Linked DNA regions of Mus musculus: region 1 is linked to region 2. A link is a contact called in public promoter capture Hi-C data. All regions are on one chromosome and are shown on one strand. Each heading gives the region's core, a stretch centred on a gene start, on an enhancer-like site or on the middle of the called end of the contact. The rest is flanking DNA. Distances are from core to core; before and after follow the strand shown.

The links. Promoter capture Hi-C pulls out the DNA fragments that hold promoters and counts their contacts.
Region 1: a promoter capture Hi-C map of liver shows a contact between it and region 2, with 5 times the contacts expected there. The contact joins the promoter of 2210408I21Rik here to the promoter of Ccdc127 in region 2. A contact is called at or near these places in 2 of 39 promoter capture datasets (liver and pre-B cells) and 1 of 9 other capture datasets (liver).

What each region holds. Positions count from the first base shown.
Region 1 is chr13:77,133,062-77,138,215 of GRCm38.p6, reverse strand. 2210408I21Rik (RIKEN cDNA 2210408I21 gene) reads right to left here and starts at 2,680. Exons shown (of 20, transcript NM_001145676.1): 1 at 2,586-2,680. It overlaps Slf1 (SMC5-SMC6 complex localization factor 1), which reads left to right and starts at 2,748. Exons shown (of 21, transcript NM_134071.3): 1 at 2,748-2,863.
Region 2 is chr13:74,346,582-74,351,654 of GRCm38.p6, reverse strand. It overlaps Ccdc127 (coiled-coil domain containing 127), which reads right to left and starts at 1,338. Exons shown (of 3, transcript NM_001168659.1): 1 at 1,247-1,338. It overlaps Sdha (succinate dehydrogenase complex, subunit A, flavoprotein (Fp)), which reads left to right and starts at 1,415. Exons shown (of 15, transcript NM_023281.1): 1 at 1,415-1,509. The coding sequence starts at 1,447.

The DNA of each region.
Region 1 (5,154 bases), core at 1,431-3,930, 2.8 Mb before region 2:
AAAGGGAGCGAGGGACCTGGGAGGGAAAATAAATGAGGGGAAAATGGGGGTAGCAGGGAACATGATCTGGTATTGGGTGAGGGAAAAGGACTGAAGCCCTGAGGGCCAGTAAAAGAATGGAAACAGGCAATTTCAGGAAATAGGAGGTTGAGGGGCCCCTCCAGAATGCACCAGAGACTTGAGAGATGAGAGACTCTCAGGACTCAAAGGGATAAAATGCCAGACAGTAGGGAGAGGGAACTTAGAAAGCCCACCTCCATCAGGAAGACAGGTCATCAAGTTAGGTATTGGGTTGCCATCCCACAGTCACTACTCTGATCCATAATTGTTCCTGTTTGAAAGAATTACAGGGATGGAAATGGAGAGGAGCCTGAGGAAATGAAGATCCAGCAACAGGCCCAAAGTGGGATCCAGCTCAAGGGGAGGTCCCAAGGCCTGACACTATTACTGAGGATATGGAGTACTCTTAAAAAGGGACCTATCATGACAGACCCCTGAAAGATCCAACAAGCAGCTGAAAGAGTCAGATGCAGATATTTGTACCCAACAAATGGATAGAAGCAGCTGAACCCTGTTTTTGAATTAGGGAAGGCTGAAAGCTGAGAAAGGCGATCCTGCAGGAGGACCAGCAGTCTCAATTAACCTGGACCCCTGAGATCTCTCAAAACACTGAACCACCAAACAGACAGCATACACCAGCTGATATGAGACCCCCAACACACATACAGTAGAGGACTTCCGAGTATGTGATCATTTAGAGATGATACACCTAACCCTCCTGAGACTGGAGGCCCCAGGGAGTTTAGGGGTCAGGTGGGGTGGGGGCTGGAGGCATCCACGAGGAGACAGGGGGTGGAGAGGAGATATGAGATGTGGAACAGTCGGAGGGTGGATTGGGCAAGGGAGGAATAAAATATGGAGTGTAAAAAAGAAAAAAAGAACTCCCAATGTCCCATTTCCCAAACACTGGAATTACAATCACATGTCACCATGATAGGTAAATACAGTAAAGAGCTAAGTTCCAGAATCAGGAAGACTGGAATCTCAGTCATGACAATTTTATACGTATATGTTACGACCTCTCAGTTGCACTATAAAATGTATGCAAAGAGACAGGATTTTTCTTTTGTAAACATTAAATAGTGAATATAAACTGCTAGGCAGAAGGCAGAGACACCTGTGAGCATTCATGAAGTGCTATATGAATCCAAGGCACAAATAAGAACAGTGCTTTTTTTTTTAAAGCTAGTTGCTATGCGTGACGAACATAAAATCTCCCTGAAAGTATTTATAACTGTTTAAGATATAAGTTAAAAAAATCATAAGGTGACAATATTTGCATCATTCAGAAACTATAAAAGTTCAGTGATTAATCAAACAGGCAGTTAAAAAGATCAACATGCTTTTCTAAATATAGTTTTACTCTCAAAAGGCAAAGGGGCGCTTGTCTGATGCTTCAGGTCCCTTTAATTGAATATATGACATTTTTCTTTTTAAAAAGATTTGTTTATGCATATATTTTATGTACATGGTGTTTCATCTGCATGTATACCTGCACACCCGAAGAGGTCACTGAATCTCATGTTACTAGAGTTACAGATAGTTGTGAGCTGCCATGTGGGTGCTGGGAATTGAATTAGTGACCTCTGGAAGAGCAGAGAGCTCTTAATCAGTGTACCATCTCTCTAGTCCTAATATTATATTTTAATTTATGGTACACTCTAGACGTCTTTTGAGATTGACTGATTTGGAGAAATGGGAAAAGGTGATCAACAAATAATAAGAGGATGAGTGAACTCCCCCGAGGAAACTGCATTGGTCAAGAAAGAGTAACACTTTTTGCGTCTTTGAATAAATGAGCATCTTTCCTCGAACTAGACATTTGTCAAAAGCAATTTCTCTTTACAACTCCTCTGGGTAACTCCAAATCCCCACCCAAAATTATCCTGAACTATTCGCAGTGAGTTCATAGTAAAGTCAGAACATTCCTTACTGAAAGTGTACCTGATTCTAATCAATGATTTCCACAACATAAAACGTGTATCTAAAGCTGATGCATACCGTTATAGGAATGATAGCGTCTCAGTAATGCATAGCAGAAAAAAAACAAAAAACAAAAAAAACAAAAACAGAAGCCATTTTTAATTAAAACTGAAGGAGAAAAGTTCAATTAATTGAAAATCAGGAATGTCCCATTCTGAATGCATGCAAAAGCCGCCGTCTTCAGCTGCCTGCTTGCCCTCCCAAGTGAACCCCCAACTATTTTAACAGTATTCAGTAAAGGGTACATAATGTAACTTTCAAGAAACAGGGAGACCAAACCCTGCGAATAGACAGGGTAGAAACACTGCACAGAACCAGTTGTCTTCGGCTAAGATCGACTTCCACGTTGGAGGTAAGTCAAGCGAATGAAGACAGTGAGCCGGATCCCAGGGCCTTCTCCAGCCTCAAGGAGGATCAGGCACCAGAGGAAAGGATGGGGATTTAGGGGGCCAACTTCTGTCTGCTCACTTCTCGGTCCTATCCACATTCGGCAGGTAGCTGGCAGGCCGAAAACACCGGGAAGAGAGGGAAAAGTCACTTACCAATCTCCGTCTATGGCGCTGATCCTGCAAGGGCCTGACGCGCTGGCCAGAACCAAATAGTCGGCATCTCAGGCAGCCCTGGCGACCGCTCGAGAGCGTCACTGACAACCACCCGGAACTGGTAAACTGCTTCCGGGAACGCCGAGCGCGCGGCGGGAAATTGTTTCCTAGAACCTAGTTTATTGGAGCAGGGAGTCCTACGGTGGTAGTCGTCGCCCCTACCGCCACCACCGGCAGCTTCGCAAGACGAAACCAGCCCAGAAGCTTCGGCCGGGAAGGTAAAGCGCCTCAGCTCGGAAGACGCCATTTACCGCGTTCTCAGGCAGCGCCTCTGACTTCCCGGCCGTCCTCTCTGGGCCGCGGAGGCGCTTGGCGCTCGTGCTTTCACAGCCTTGGTTCCTTCAAGGTGAACTCGGGGCCCGCGCCCGTGCCGATGGCCGGGCCCTCCGATCTCGGCCTGCCCGGCCCTTCTGGGCAGACAGGTCCCTGGCGAGCCCCGCAGCGCGCCCAGGCCGCTGCCCGCTGCCGGGGCTCCGGGCGCTAGGCCGCTCGCGTCTCCCGTTTCCATAGAACCGCCTAGGACGCCTCACCCCGTGCCAGTTCTTGGATGCCTACAAACCTTAGCTTCCATGAAGGTGGCAGGGATTCCCAGGGCCTGCCTTTCATTAAGATGAAAAACGAGACATTCTTTCTCTCGAGTAGAATTGTTTTTCACACCGAAATGAAAATGAGCTTTTTATCTCAGCGGTATTGTAGGCTTTGAACAGCAGCGCGCGAGCACCTCTCCTAAAGGAAGGGTTTGTGTTCCTGGGGTTCCTGAGCACCAGGACAACTCTAAGTGACAGAAATGTATTGCGTTTTCAAGGTCTGGCTAAATTGATACTCATTTACCTTAATACTCCAAATCGGGATTTGGGACCTGTGGTTGATCGAAATTGATTTTCAATTCCCCAAGCTCTTTTGTGAAAAATGACTATCCTCTACAGAGGAAAATAGATAAATAAATAAGAGAAAAAATTCCTTTGAAACATTGGAAATGACTTGAATTCAATCACGACCCAGGTCTTATATTGGTTTTCAAGCTGTTGCTGTGAATGGAATGATTCTTGTTTATTCTAGGTGTTCAAAACATAGCTTGATCATTTGGGTAGATTTGTGTGAGAAGAAATTTGATTATTTGTAAGGTAACATTAAGAATTTCACGACCTAGGATGTTGAAACACTCAAATGTTTAGATATATCTTAATGTGAGACAGTCTTCAATAAGCAACTAAACTTCAGTTAGACCTGTTTTCTTAGTCGAGATTTTTCTCATGCTTCATTGACTTGGGTGAAAATCAATGATATGATTTAGAATATTTTTGCTTTTGTAAAGCAGAAAGCTTAGATCATGTTGGTGTATGAAACAGTAGTCTGTTGTAATTCCTTTTCATAATCAAAATAAAGAGCAGTTAAAATTCCATTCCATGCATTCACAATTTCCATGGCTGCCTCTTTGATTTTTAGGAAACCAATAGTATAGGCTTACTAATTAAATAGTATTTTCAGTTTGTTTCTTGGCTGTATTATTCTACAAATTTCCACTGTTTTAAAAACCAGGTAAAGAATAAATTCAGTTCTCCATAGGTTAAAATCATAAGGCTAAAGGAGACTGAATACTTTCAGAACTTAAGTCGAACATCACCTGTTCTTTTTAAGCGATTCCAACAAGATTATTTTGAAATTTAAAATATATTATTTTAATAATATGCATGAAAATTTTCAATAATTGATCCAAATCTGTTTTGAGAGAGAAAAATAGAAACTTTTATCAATAGGAAAGTAATAAAACTCTTTAGAATATTCCAGGAAATATGTGAATATTTTAGATATTGGAATTATGTTTTTGAAAATGATTAATAATTGTTTAATTTCTTCATTTTGTTGTTCTAAATGTCTCCTATCCCACGTAGTAGATTCTTTTTTCATGTAGTATTACCTTCCTGCTATACTGATAGAAATTAGATTGCTTTGTAAAATTGCCTCATAAGATTGTTTAAGAGAGGTAGATTAAGTCTAAAATTTAAGCCAGATTGGCATTGTAGAAAAGGCATAGCCTTTCCACAGTAACAGACTTAAATCTTGGTTTCACTGTCTATCCAAAGATTTAAATCCTCAAGGTAGGTTTTTTTTTTTTTTTTTCTCTGCCCTTGGTACTAGGGATTGACTCAGTATTTATTTCCTTATCTAGGTTAAATTAGGTGTAATTTCCAGCATTCTTACCAGTATCTTGTATTCTCATCTACATTTAGGTAGATATACTGGATAAATATATGAAGTTTTTAGACTTGTAGAACACACTTGGTTCTTAATAAGAATTAAATCAATCATTTTAATTAATCTTAGACTTGTGCTTTTCTTACAGTTTGCTTCTTAAGGACTACTTTAATCCCAAATTCAAAGTTTTAGTCCAGCCAGCACCATGTATAGTGTTGGAGAGATAGGAATGTCTCTACATTGTTCTTCAGTCTCCTATTTTTTCTTTCTTACACATTTTGTTAATTCTCTGTTTCCAAATTCTTCATTAAAG
Region 2 (5,073 bases), core at 89-2,588:
TTAAGATGCACAATAATGAACAATAAATATATAACCATAATACATGGCTCAGAATGTAACGGTTTATAGGAACTATAGAATTAATACGTATGACGTATGGTAGATGCCTAATTTAGAAATATGTATGTGTATATACATATATATATATGTATGTATGCACACACACACATACACACACTAAAAGCAGGCAACTTTCAAAAACCTCCTACTATGTATAGCCATCCATCAGATATCTGATGGGGAGCCCCATCTCATACCAAAAGCCTTGAAGATAGCCAAGGCTCCCATATACAATGCTGTATTTGAATATAATCTGCTCAATACTTTATCTCTAAGTCACCGATACCTAATAAGGTATAAAGGCACTTAAGTAGTTCATCTGTTTTATTTTCCCCCTTGTTAAAAAAAAAGTCTGTACATACTCCGAACAGACACATTTTCCCCAAATATATTTTATCTGCAGTTGGTTGAACCCACCAACGCAGAACCCTTGTAGGGTAAGCTGTCATATTTATTTCCTCTGCACCAACAACATCCATTTTGGGGTTATAAAGTTCAAGGAAATAATTCAAAATATAAAGTGTTGTGCATGAATATATTCCATATTTCCTTATTTATTAATAAAAAAACAAAGAAATAAAATGGGAACGGTTCATTGTAAACTTAAACAATTCAAAATAATGGTCATAAAGATTGTGCACCAAGAGGAAAACCTTAATCTAATATTAACTGAAAATTCAGGAAACAATTACGATTATTGGTTTACTTTTTATGCTATTTAATTCCACCGAACATTTCAGCTATACTCACTAGAAAAATAGAAAAACTATCTGAAAGTGATCAAATGAGAGCGCGTTTGCAATATGGGATGCTAGCCACGATCTAAGCAGCTTTCAGGATGACAACAGGCCGGGCCTCCAGCTTCCCAGCTGCTGTAACGAAGACGAAAGCTTTGGATATAGTTTCTAGTTCAGTATCCTGGCTTTTACGTAGCCCAGTGCAGCTAGCTGCTCCTTGTCCAGCCACCAAGACATCATTCCTACCTACTCTAGAAGTCCAGGGCAGTATGTACCCCCCCCCCCCCCCATTAGTTGAGATTCAAGCGCCCAACAAAACGGGCTCTTATGGAGCTTGCGATCTCCGCCCCAGGACCCTACTTCCATCTCTCCAGATCATCCGACCCTCTCTGTTTTGGCAAACAAGAACCACCCGAGAAGCACTTTAAAGACATTGGCACCTCACTTACCCCTGGAGCAGAGCCCATCAGCGTTGCTGCCACCCTACCTCAGACGTGTTGCCACCGCCGCGTTTACAGGGCGCAGGCGCACCACCACTCACGCGAGCCAGGAGGGGCGTGTTGCGCAGGCGCAGAATCTTCCAAGCCCGACACCCGCGCGACTCGGTGCGCAAGCGCAGTCTGTCGCTGGGGCTTGCGGGAAGGCAGACATGGCCGGGGTTGGCGCAGTTTCGAGGCTTCTTCGCGGGCGGCGCTTGGCGTTAACTGGGGCGGTGAGTTAGTGCCACGAAATGGCAGGCGCTAGGAGTGCGCCACGATTCCACCCGAGTTGGCCTGAGTCTGGGAAGGTGCAGTGGGCCGAAGCCGACTGCTTTCCGGCGAAGGTCACGACCCCGAGGTCGCGGGCGTGGAGTCTGGCCTTCCCCGTCTTGGTCTAGCGAAGTTCTCCAAGGTTAAAGGGAGGGACCGGCCTGTTGCATTCTGGATGCGGACGGGTCTGCGAGTAATCCGTTGGTAGTCTGGGTGTCGACACTAAGACTTATAAGTGATGAGCTTACAGGTTTTGTGTAGTGGCCTTAGCTACTGTTTTTAAATATCAAAGAGATATTTGAAGATACCAGGTGAGACTTCTGCACCGTGTTCATCCAGTCTTGCGACTTCTTTTTGCATTTGAAGAGGTACACAGTGACTCAGGGTTGCAGGGGTCTGATGTTGGCCTCCCAGATTGTCAGATCTTGTCTCAGTGCACTCTTTGCCGGTCACCTGTTATTCGTCACACTCCTAGGGTTTTATTAACGTAAACTAAATTTGACAGGTTGGGTTCTTTAAAGTTCTGTCTCACCTACCTACTTAACAATTTAATTACAAAGTAAAGGCCCTAAGACATTGAACAGTATCGACTTGCATTGTGCATCAAATTATGGCTGCAGTTGTCTATTTTCTGAAATAGATATTAAAATGCATGTTCAATGAAATGTTCAAGGGTTAGTTGGCAGCTATTCTTGCAAGGCCAGAAGGCATTTTCAAACCTTGATAATTTCTGTGATTTGTATTTGCTGCCACAAACTCCTACTTCCACCTCTATCCCTTGGGCTCTGCAAGAAGGGTTTTAAGTCCTGATCATTGAAGCCCTTTACAGGAGATAATAAGTCAGCCACCTATAATTGTAGCAGAATTCTTTTGTAGCAGAAATAGGTGAGCCCACCCCATGCCCAGGATTCACTCCACACACTCAAGGAAAAAAAAAAAAAATAATGATAGTCTGAGCCCAGCTCTGGCTAATGCCCAAAAGGAACAGTCAAGGATAGAAGATTTTTATTAACTTGTATACACCTTAGGTTTATGCTTACCACATATGTTGGCATCCTTAAATTCCTTTCCTATTCCAGATCCAGTTTATGCTTTGACCAGTTTAGACAGAGACAGGAGACTGCAAGTCTGGCCACTTAGGCAGGTGGGAGATTTGCACAGCAAAGGTATTTTTCATTGCCTGAATTGTTTTTAAGTGCATCTTTATTGTTCCTGCCTATGGGCATCTCGTCCAGCTGTCAGAATTAGGCTTTGTTAAGAAGAGAAGTGGAGCTTTATGGAATACCATATTTAAAGTTTATTGTCACCCGGGACTGCCTTCTAGAGGAATGGTCTTTGAAAGAGAAATGGGCTTACTAGTTGTAATTCGGTTTGTCTCCTTTGTTAAGGGAAAGAGTCTAATGGCTGCTCAATCCTGCTGAAGAAACATTTACATCCTAGAATCCTTAATTTTACTTATGTCCAACAGGCCTGGTGTCTTAGTCAGGGTTTCTATTCCTGCACAAACATCATGACCAAGAAGCAAGTTGGGGAGGAAAGGGTTTATTCAGCTTACACTTCCATACTGCTGTTCATCACCAAAGGAAGTCAGGATAGGAACTCAAGCAGGTCAAAAAGCAGGAGCCGATGCAGAGACCATGGAGAGATGTTCTTTACTGGCTTGCTTCCACTGGCTTTCTCAGCCTGCTTTCTTATAGAACCCAAGACTGCCAGCCCAGAGATGGCACCACCCACAAGGGGCCTTTCCCCCTTGATCACTAATTGAGGAAATGCCTTACAGTTGGATCTCATGGAGGCATTTCCTCAACTGAAGCTCCTTTCTCTGTGATAACTCCAGCCGTGTCAAGTTGACACAAAACTAGCCAGTACACCTGGTTACTATAGTCATATCTTTGAGGTATTTTTGAAGGCAACACTTCCTTAGCTAAATACTATTTTGTGTGACTTAATGTCTCCTAAGCAAGCCTTTTAATAAATCCTTTATAAAATCAATCCTTTTGCTTCATTTCTTGTACATCAGTGTCCTCGTCCTAGGCTGGTGCTCAGTGATTCCTCTGGAGACTAAGACCTAGATATTGACTTTGATTTCAGTCTGGAGTAAAATTCCAGTTGAAAGTGAGAGTACGGTTCTAAGCATGTGAGACCAGGCTGCACAACTTTCTTTGCATAGGGGCATAATTGGAAACTATTTCTTTCAAACCTCCCTTAGTTGAATCATATTAGCTGCAGCATGTTACCTCCTTTGTGGTGGTGCTTCATAACTGTTCTGTGGTTAAGAACCAGTAAGCAGGATAATAAGACAGGAAAAACAGGATTGACACACAAATGGCACCTCTTAAAGTACGCCTTTTGGTTTTAAGAAAGTCTCTTTATGAGGATGGCTGTTCTTATGAAAATTCTGCCCTCTAACTGAATATTTGTTGGCATTTGAAGTTTGTGGGGTTTTTTTTGTTGTTTTTGTTTTTTTTTTTAATGAGGAATTTGAGTTTACCAAAGAACAGAATCAAGTTAGCAGAAAAAGAAATTTGTGACTATCGACTGAGAAGTGCTGAAGACAAGGAATTGTATTGTCCTGTCAAGGTTTTCTATATTGACAAACACTTTCAAGTTATCAACTCATCAGATTTATTTTGCCTTTGTTTTGCTTTGCATGGTTCCAATACACTGATGTGACTCACGTTTAAAGGAAAAATAAGAACAAGGGCAGCTGACTTCTATAAAGTTTGTAGAAATTCTTAGGAAAAATACATGAAGCATCATAGTAAAATACATCTTTTCTTTGGATGAGTTGTTTTTAGTGTTTTACTGGTATATCTAGAAATTTTATGATTTAGTTAGGCCTCTACAGTCAAACCATTTTGTTTGGCTTCTCAGGATCATCATAAAACCAGTGACATTCAATTCAGTATGTTGTGATGTGGTTCTTGGTTCATTTGAAGACTTCTGGCTTAGTATTTATTCATAACCAGGATTGTAATCTAAATTTGGAGTTTCTTGGGGATTTGCCCCAAAGATCTTCAGATAGTGGAGAAAGTACACAATTTGGGCCTATAGTTCCCTCTGACCTTCAAGGTTTTTGTGTGTGTGTGTGTGTGTGTGTATGTGTGTGTGTGTATTATGAGACTTGTGAGGTAGCCTCTGAAAGTTTAAGCTGTAGTTATCCAAGTCAGGGTAGATATCCCTTTGAGCTGTATTTTAAGCATCTCTACTTTAAAATAGTGAAAATTAAACGTTTTTATTACATTTGTCTGTATGTGTTCACGCATACTATAGAGAAGTCAGCAGACAACTTGAAGGTATGACTTCTCCCTTACAGAGTGAGTCCTTATGTCCCCAGGCTCAGCAAGAAGCATCGTTGCCTCACTGAGTCATCTGGCTTCCTTAAAAGTAACCTTTTTTTAAAAGATTTATTTATTTATTATATCTAAGTACACTGTAGCTGTTTTCAGACATACCAGAGGAGGGTGTCCAATCTCATTACAGATGGTTGTAAGCCACCATGTGGTTGCTGGGATTTGAACTCAGGA